Regions from separate parts of the Cricetulus griseus genome. Here region 1 is linked to region 2. The links are chromatin contacts, called in public Hi-C maps. All regions are on one chromosome and are shown on one strand. Each heading gives the region's core, a stretch centred on a gene start, on an enhancer-like site or on the middle of the called end of the contact. The rest is flanking DNA. Distances are from core to core; before and after follow the strand shown.

Region 1 (4,061 bases), core at 34-2,533, 220 kb after region 2:
GTAGTGCATTTACACATAAAATAAAAACAATAAAAATCTTTTAAAAATGCATTTCCAATTGATGCTAATTTCAACTTGAGGGACTAGAGTTAGACATATACACTTGATAGGTAGACAGACAGGAAGACAGGCTATGACTAGGAAACAAAGATAGCAAACTTCTAGCTTCCTTCTAATACTTCTGACCAGGCACAAAAGCCCTACAAGCCTTTCCCTCTGCCACTAGAACCTGGTAGGATGTGGATGAGTTTAACAGTTCAAGGTCCTAGAGTTCAAGGCAAGATCAGAACATGTTTACCCCAAACTGGGGTGCCTATCAGCTTCCCTATCTTTGTTCAAACTGACCAACCCTAAATTCAGGGAGGAAGACCCCTCAAAGACCCTAAAACCCCACAGCCGTTGAGAAGAGATCAGGTTTTGGCTTTACACATCTCTGCTGGGCTCTGCAGGGTCTTTCTGGGCATGAGCCTTGCTGTATGTGTTACCTCACCCCTAACAAAGGCCTTTCTTCACAGGCTGATTCTGAGGCTGCGTCTGACATCTCCCCAGCTGCTACTTGTTGTACAGGATATATGAGGTGTTTTCTTGTTTTTTTTTTTCCTGTCTTTTAATTCTTTAACTGATGGGGGGTGGGGTATTGAAGGACTGGGGGGGCGGGGAGGCGGAGTTTATCAAGACCCATAAATGGTAACAAACTGATTATGGTTATGTTGGGATGTAATTCAAGAAGCATCTATGGTGGGTACTTATAAACATCACTAGAAAGTGTATCTAAGTTGTTTGTTTCAAAATCTTTACCAATACGGAAGCAAGCACAAAAATAAAATAAAATCAGTGAGCTCTTACATACTCCCCTTCCCTGTAAAAAGTGTATAAGGCCCTAAGAACCTGACAGCATATATTCTTATGGTCACAGTCATGGAGCCCAGATGTAGAAGAGTTAAGTATTCAATTTGGTAGATACATTTTCTACATTCAGAACAAATGCACAAAGAAAGGAGATTGTAATAGTGGCACAGGAGTTATCTTTAGCAGACATAGCTGACCTGAGCAGAGAGGCCTGGGCAATCAGACTTCACCTCAGGCACCCTTGCCAGAAGCCACTGGTTTCATCCTAGCCTGACCTAGAAAAAACTTATGGAAGAGAACAAGAGGCCCAAGAGTGCTCTGATCTACTGTCAACCAGCTGCAGCAGAGAAGCTGCCAAATGCTGCAGTGACTGGGTAGCGCCCTGCAGAGCGTCTGGGAGGGGATTACCAGCCTGATCCTGTCCTCAGAGCCAGAAATGACTCAAACTTCACAAACAGCAAGGGCCTGCCAGGGAAAGTGACAGTGAGACTAGGACGGGCTTCTCCCCATTGCTGGTGTCTCTTCCCCCAATTTGCTGCTGTGGCAGATTCTGGACAGTGTGCAGCCTGTGAGGTAATCTGAATTCCTTGGCAATGGCCAAGTACCTGAATTCTTTCAAAACCACAGGAATCCAGCACAGAAAAGGTAAATATCCCCCCGGAGCCAGTGTTAATTAGCAAGCAAAGCTACTGAAGAAGGGCCTGGGGGTGGGAGAGGAAAGAAAGGCATTACAAAATGCTTTGGGGTCTTTTCTGCAGTTCCACTGGGCGATATGGCTGGGGAGGAGGATGGCAAAGCTGCAAATGGGCAGCACTACAAGAGGCCTTTTCAGTCTCCTCCCACTTCCACCACAACCTGGGTGTCACCCTCAGAGCTCCCCATGGACACTTTCATGAGCTTGTGCTACCTTCCTTTGAGTCACTGACAACACATATGGTTTTCAACTCAGTGTCATTTTATTTAAAAAAAAAAGAAATCCTGTTTCAGTGCAAATTTGGCTACTAGCTTTGTCTCAAAAAGAACTGTCTCAAATCATTTATATCCCAGATTGGATCCTTCTAGAGTTGTAAAATCCAGAACAAAGCCTTTTTGGATTCTACTTCTGACATAAAAATGTATCGCCACCATTTTGGTGAGAACAACATCCCTCTCTCTAGAAACGCAAGGTCTCCTTTTTACTCATTCAAAACAGCAGCTTACACAGGGATCCTACAACAGGAGCCTGAACAGGGTTCCTATGGGGAACCTACAGCAGGAGCCTGCACGGGGATCCTACAGCAGGAGCCTCTACAGCAGGAGCCTGCCCGGGGATCCTACAGCAGGAGCCTGCACGGGGGAACCTACAGCAGGAGCCTGCACGAGGAACTTACAGCAGGAGCCTGCCCCGGGATCCTAGAGCAGGAGCCTGCACGGGGATCCTACAGCAGGAGCCTGCCCGGGGATCCTACAGCAGGAGCCTGCACAGGGATCCTATAGCACACAGAGCAGAAGCATGACCACCAGGACCATGAGACAGACCAGATAGGCAATTTCACTTTAATATCTCTTCAAGAATTTACCTACATAAAAGAAACAGTAAGAAGGAGCTGGAAAGATGGCTCAGTGGTTAACAGCATGTGGGTTCAGTTCCCAACACCCACATGACAGCCCCTTCTCTAAGTTCAAGAGGATCCAATGCCCTCCTCTACCTCTGCAAGCACTGAACTTATATATATGCAGGCAAACACTCCTACACATAAAATAAACAGTGAGCAGTCTGCTTTTTGTGTGACTAAAACAAAGACAAATGAAAAGGTTTCAAAGGGAAGGGAATTTACACAAAATAACCTACTTCACAATGCGATGAACTCTATAAAGTGAACTTTCAGTCTCCTAGCATTAATTTTTGAAACTCCCAACAAAAATGACAGGGTATAAAAGCCTAAAGAAGGAAACTAATTATTTTTGCCTCCAGGTCTGTCTCTTTAGGAAAGATTATGGTTTTCCTTCTCGTCTCCAAGTAAAGCAGCCTGGTGATCTCATCCCAAACTGATTACCTTCAGTTATGTCTACACAAAGCACACGTGACCCAAGATTAGCAGGAGCTGCAGGTGTGGAGGAGCTGTCGGCAGATGCTGAGCGTAATGATACAGCTGAGCGCACTCTGAGGCCTGTAAGGCAAGTGCACGCCAAGACAAACAGTGACTGCACAGGCCACTGAAGAACCTGCACAAAACAGTGTCTCGGATGTCTGGGCAAACGGCTCGAGGTAACACATGGATATGCCTACTATGATAAGGATTTCACATCCACCAAGGTTTCACCAAAGACCTGAAAATTTTTCTTTTCCTTTTTTGGTTCAATGGTACGAGTATTTAAAAAGCTATTTTGCTGACAGTGAGGAAAAGTGCTCACTGGCCATAAAAATGTGTGTACGTGTGCACACACACATGACAGTTCCTGCTAGAAACAGACAACTGTCACTAATTCAGTAGCTCTGACATCTAACCAGAGTTATTTACACATGTGCAGCAAAATGTAACCAATGCTAGTATTGCTCTCATTTTATACTCAGGACCATAAAGATGCAAAAACTAAGTAAAATTTTACTCATAGTGAGGGCTACAAATACTGTGGGTGAAACATCATCAGGATATGATACAACATATATTGGTATGACACCCTTGAGAAACAGTGTGCATAAATACCTCCTCTCTCCCAGAAGACTACGCAGGGCCAAGGATAGGAGCTGGGGTGAGGACAGATGGGGAAGGATAATGGAGAGGCTCATTGCACAGGAGAGGGAAGGCTCAGAAGTCTCAGCTATGAAACCACACTCCACCGCACCCTATCCGCAGAAGAAGCAGAAGTATTTTACCTTCTCTCTGTTCTAAACAATATGGAAACTAGGTTTTGGTATTTATATTGTTCTTCTTTCTATGTATATTTCAAAATACAGGAGATCATATCCATAAATACTATAGAAAATGTCTTCCTTGAGTTTGAGAGATGGCTCAGGCATTAAATAATTAAAGGCTAGGCTCACAACCAAAAATATAAGAAAACATCTTCCTTATGACAACCCAATTAGAGCTCATAGTTCATGTGCAATGTCTGGTCCAGGCCGCTATTCAACTGGGAAACGTTTTATTTTTCTCCTTCTCAGTTTTCAAGGGACAAGAGGGCAGGACGATGAAGTATCAGTAGCCTCCAGTGCTCCCAAGGCTCCAACT
Region 2 (3,519 bases), core at 408-2,907:
GAAAACAAAGGGTGAATGGTACTCACCCTGGGCAAAGAGAATCCCCAGCAAGCAGGGGCTGGCAAACCTTACCCAGCACTTGAACCATTTGAGAAGTGAGTTTAAAAATATAGCTGCCCTGGAGACACAGGTGTGATCGAGGCAGAAGGTGTATAGCCTGGAAAAGAATTCATTCCCTCAATACCTTTGCCTCCTGTGTTGTCACTTCATTTTAAATTTCAACATCCCCCAATCTGGGCACTCTCCTTCCCCTACCCTGTCCCATCATATATATTTAATGTTTTACCATCCTTTCCCCATTGGGAAATGCAAATTCCATAAAAGCAAGTTCTGTTTTGTTCATTGACTTATCCTCAGTGCCTAGAACAGAGCAGGGCATGTAGTAGACACCAAGGCTATCCTTCAGGGCTGGAGAGGTGTCAGCAATTAAGAGCACACACTGCCCTTGCAGAAGACCAGGGCTGGACTCCCAGCATCTGTGCTAGGCAGCTCTAACTCCAGCTCCAGAGGAATGGCTGCCCTTGTCTGGCTTCCAACAGTACCTTCACACAAGTTCACATGGACATGGACACACACACACACACACACACACACACACACACACACACACACACAACACACACTTCTTTAAAAAAATCTATTTCTCAACCTAATGGTGGTGGTGCACACCTTTGATCCCAGCACTCAGGAGGCAGAACCAGGTAGATCTCTGAGTTTGAGACCAGCCTGCTCTACAGAGCAAGTTCCAGGACAGCCAGGGCTACACAGAGAAACAATGCCTTGAAAAAAAAATCTATTTCTCAAATTGCAGAAGCAAACATAGCAAAGTAGAAACTGGCAATGAACAGGCAAGGCCCGAATGGTGGTATTGACACCTAAGAGCTATGTGACCTTAAAGAAATCATTTTTTAAGGTCTCTGTAACCTAGATCTCCTCATAGTCTGCCAAGCTACAAGTTAAAAATAATGCCTTTTCTGATTAGACAGCCTGTGATAGACATCTCCACTACCCACACGAAGTGTGACTTTGAAAAAAACGTGAATTGTGCCTCAGTTTCCATAATTGTAATTGTAATTGACATCCCTTCAATGGAGACTTCTGAGCCTGGCCTCTCGGAAAGGGTCCAGGAAGGCTATGATGAGATGTGGGAAGAAAATGGGCAGCTCGGTCTGGGTCTGGCCTGACTTAAGCTGCTCATGGTGGGGGGTGGGAGCACGGGGGGACCTAGAAATCCGGCTGGGAAATGGGCTGGGGCCAGGTGCTGAGTCGTCCGGGAAGGGACCGCAGGATCTAGTGGTGCTCGCAGTCCCACCGGACCGAGCCACCGAGCCTCCGTCACTGGCGGCCCGGCCTCGCCAGAGGGCACCCTCGGCCTTCCGGAAAGCGCCATCGTTTATCCAAGCTGCAGCCGCCCGGCTCCCGGATGGTCAATGAAGAACCGCAGCCAGGATCGCGGCCGAGCCGGGTTCCACCCTCGGGCCTGGAGAGAGTGGCCCTGCCGCCCGGCTCCACTCCCCTCGCAGACCTTGTGTGTGTCCCCGGCCCGGCCCGGGGGCGATCGGGGTCGCGGGGAGGCAAGAGAGCGGGGCGGAGAGCGGGGACTGACAGCTGGCCCCGGCGCACAGGGGCCGGGGTAGCAGGAGGGAGGGGGCTCGGGAGTAACTTTCCAGAAAAACAGCCAACGTGTAGCAGGAATGACTCCAAGAGGAGGGGAAAAAAAGTTCAGTTACCACGTCGAACCAGAGGACTCGCAAAGTATTTTTCAAATGGGCTCGGCTTTTCCTGTGCCTGTTTAAAACATTAAAACCGTGTAGCGAGAGAGGCTGCGTGCGCTGGTCCCTCCCTCCCTCCCTCCCCCACCCCAGGCCGAGACGTCATGGGAGGGAGGTATAAAATTTCAGCAGAGAGAAATAGAGAAAGCAGTGTGTGTGCATGTGTGTGTGTGAGAGAGAGAGAGAGAGGGAGGAGAGGGAGAGAGAGAAGGGGAAAGAGAAAGGGAGGGAAGGAGAGGGCCGAGTGTAGGGGACTGAGCCACAGAGAGGCAAGACACGAAATGAGAAGAGGCTTGCGGAGGAAGGAATAACGCTTTCCGGAGTCAGCTGCGGTGAATCGGCTTCTATTTTCTTTGCCTTTTGATCCCCCCCCAACCCCAAAAGAGAAGCAAGGGACAGAAGCCATGGCCGAGGGAGAAGACAAGCTAAGATGCTGGTGACTGTGGGTCCAAGTGGATTATCCGAGCTGTCTCCAAGAGGCCTGTCCTCTCTGCTTGCCATTGCACATAATCTCTCATCCCAGCCAATGAAGAGGAGAGGCAGCGTGAACAGAGCCATTTAGAAAACCCCCGAGGAAGTGTAAACAAAAGGGAAAGCATGAATGGAGACAAGTGTGTCCTGCACTGCCCCCACCTTTAGCTGGGCCTGCGGCTGCCCAGCCCTGCCTCTCCCTACATACCCACTGGTGATTTTTTTTTTAAACATTTTTTCTTTTCCATTCTCTTTTCTTATTCTTCTTCCGGGCAAGGCAAAGATTCTGATTTGGGGGACCCAGCCATGGCCCTTCTGCACTTTCTTTAAAATACCCACTTTCTCCTCATCACCAAGCAGCGTTTGGCAATATCAGATATCCGCTCTATTTATTTTTACCTAAGGAAAAACTCCAGCTCACTCCCAGCTGCCCTGCCACCCCTCCCAAACCTCGGCTTGCCCTCTACCTGGCCTGCTGGGAGCCAGAGCCCAGCAGAACCTGTTTAGACATATGGACAAGAATCCCAGCGCTACATCGCCCACAGTCCGCTACTTCGTCCTGGGACAGCCAGCGCTTCCTGGGAGTCCTGAAGCCCTCACAGTGCAGTGAGTTCATGCACCCTCTTGCCAAGCCTCAGTCTTTGGGATCTGGGGAGGACGCCTGGTTTTCCTCCCTCTTTCTACTGGGGTCTCCTCCTTGCCAGGCCTCCCCCACCCCCTGGCCTCGCTCCTGGGCTCATACACGAAGATGCTCTTGCAAAGGGCTCTGGTGGTCCTGGCCCTACTGAACTTGGCCACAGTAAGCTTCTCTCTGTCCACTTGCACCACCTTGGACTTCGGCCACATCAAGAAGAAAAGGGTGGAAGCCATTAGGGGACAGATCTTGAGCAAGCTCAGGCTCACCAGTCCCCCTGAGCCATCGGTGATGACCCACGTCCCCTATCAGGTCCTGGCACTTTACAACAGCACCCGGGAGTTGCTGGAAGAGATGCACGGGGAGAGGGAGGAAGGCTGCACTCAGGAGAACACTGAGTCGGAGTACTATGCCAAAGAGATCCATAAATTCGACATGATCCAGGGGCTGGCGGAGCACAGTAAGTCCAAACGCTTGCTGGGTGTCTACTCTGGAGGGGATGAACTGGAAATGGGAGTTCCACAGAGGGGGGCTGGTGGTGGTTACACAGCAGAGTGCCCCAGGGTTCTCTACAGAGGTCAGGCATTGCAGCTGCAGCTGGGTAGGTGGGTGGGAAAGGAGACGGAGACATTCTGGTAATAG

Evidence for each region. Hi-C and Micro-C count contacts between places; a contact is called where the count stands out from the background.
Region 1: a Hi-C map of the CHO-K1 cell line shows a contact between it and region 2, with 4 times the contacts expected there. The contact joins the enhancer-like site here to the promoter of Tgfb3 in region 2. A contact is called at or near these places in 5 of 8 Hi-C or Micro-C datasets (the CHK-Q cell line, the CHL-YN cell line, the CHO-K1 cell line and 2 more).

The regions. Positions count from the first base shown.
Region 1 is chr5:117,945,183-117,949,243 of CriGri-PICRH-1.0, forward strand. The region is part of intron 9 of Ttll5 (tubulin polyglutamylase TTLL5); the gene reads right to left. Among named protein-coding and RNA genes, the nearest start is that of Ttll5, 43 kb to the right of the region's middle. Within about 2 kb of position 1,284, at least 2 of the 6 cell types and tissues checked have open chromatin away from gene starts, as enhancers often do. A contact at or near this core is called in the CHO-K1 cell line, where this site is marked.
Region 2 is chr5:117,724,146-117,727,664 of CriGri-PICRH-1.0, forward strand. It overlaps Tgfb3 (transforming growth factor beta-3 proprotein), which reads left to right and starts at 1,658. Exons shown (of 8, transcript XM_035445504.1): 1 at 1,658-2,849; 2 at 3,190-3,337. The coding sequence starts at 3,232.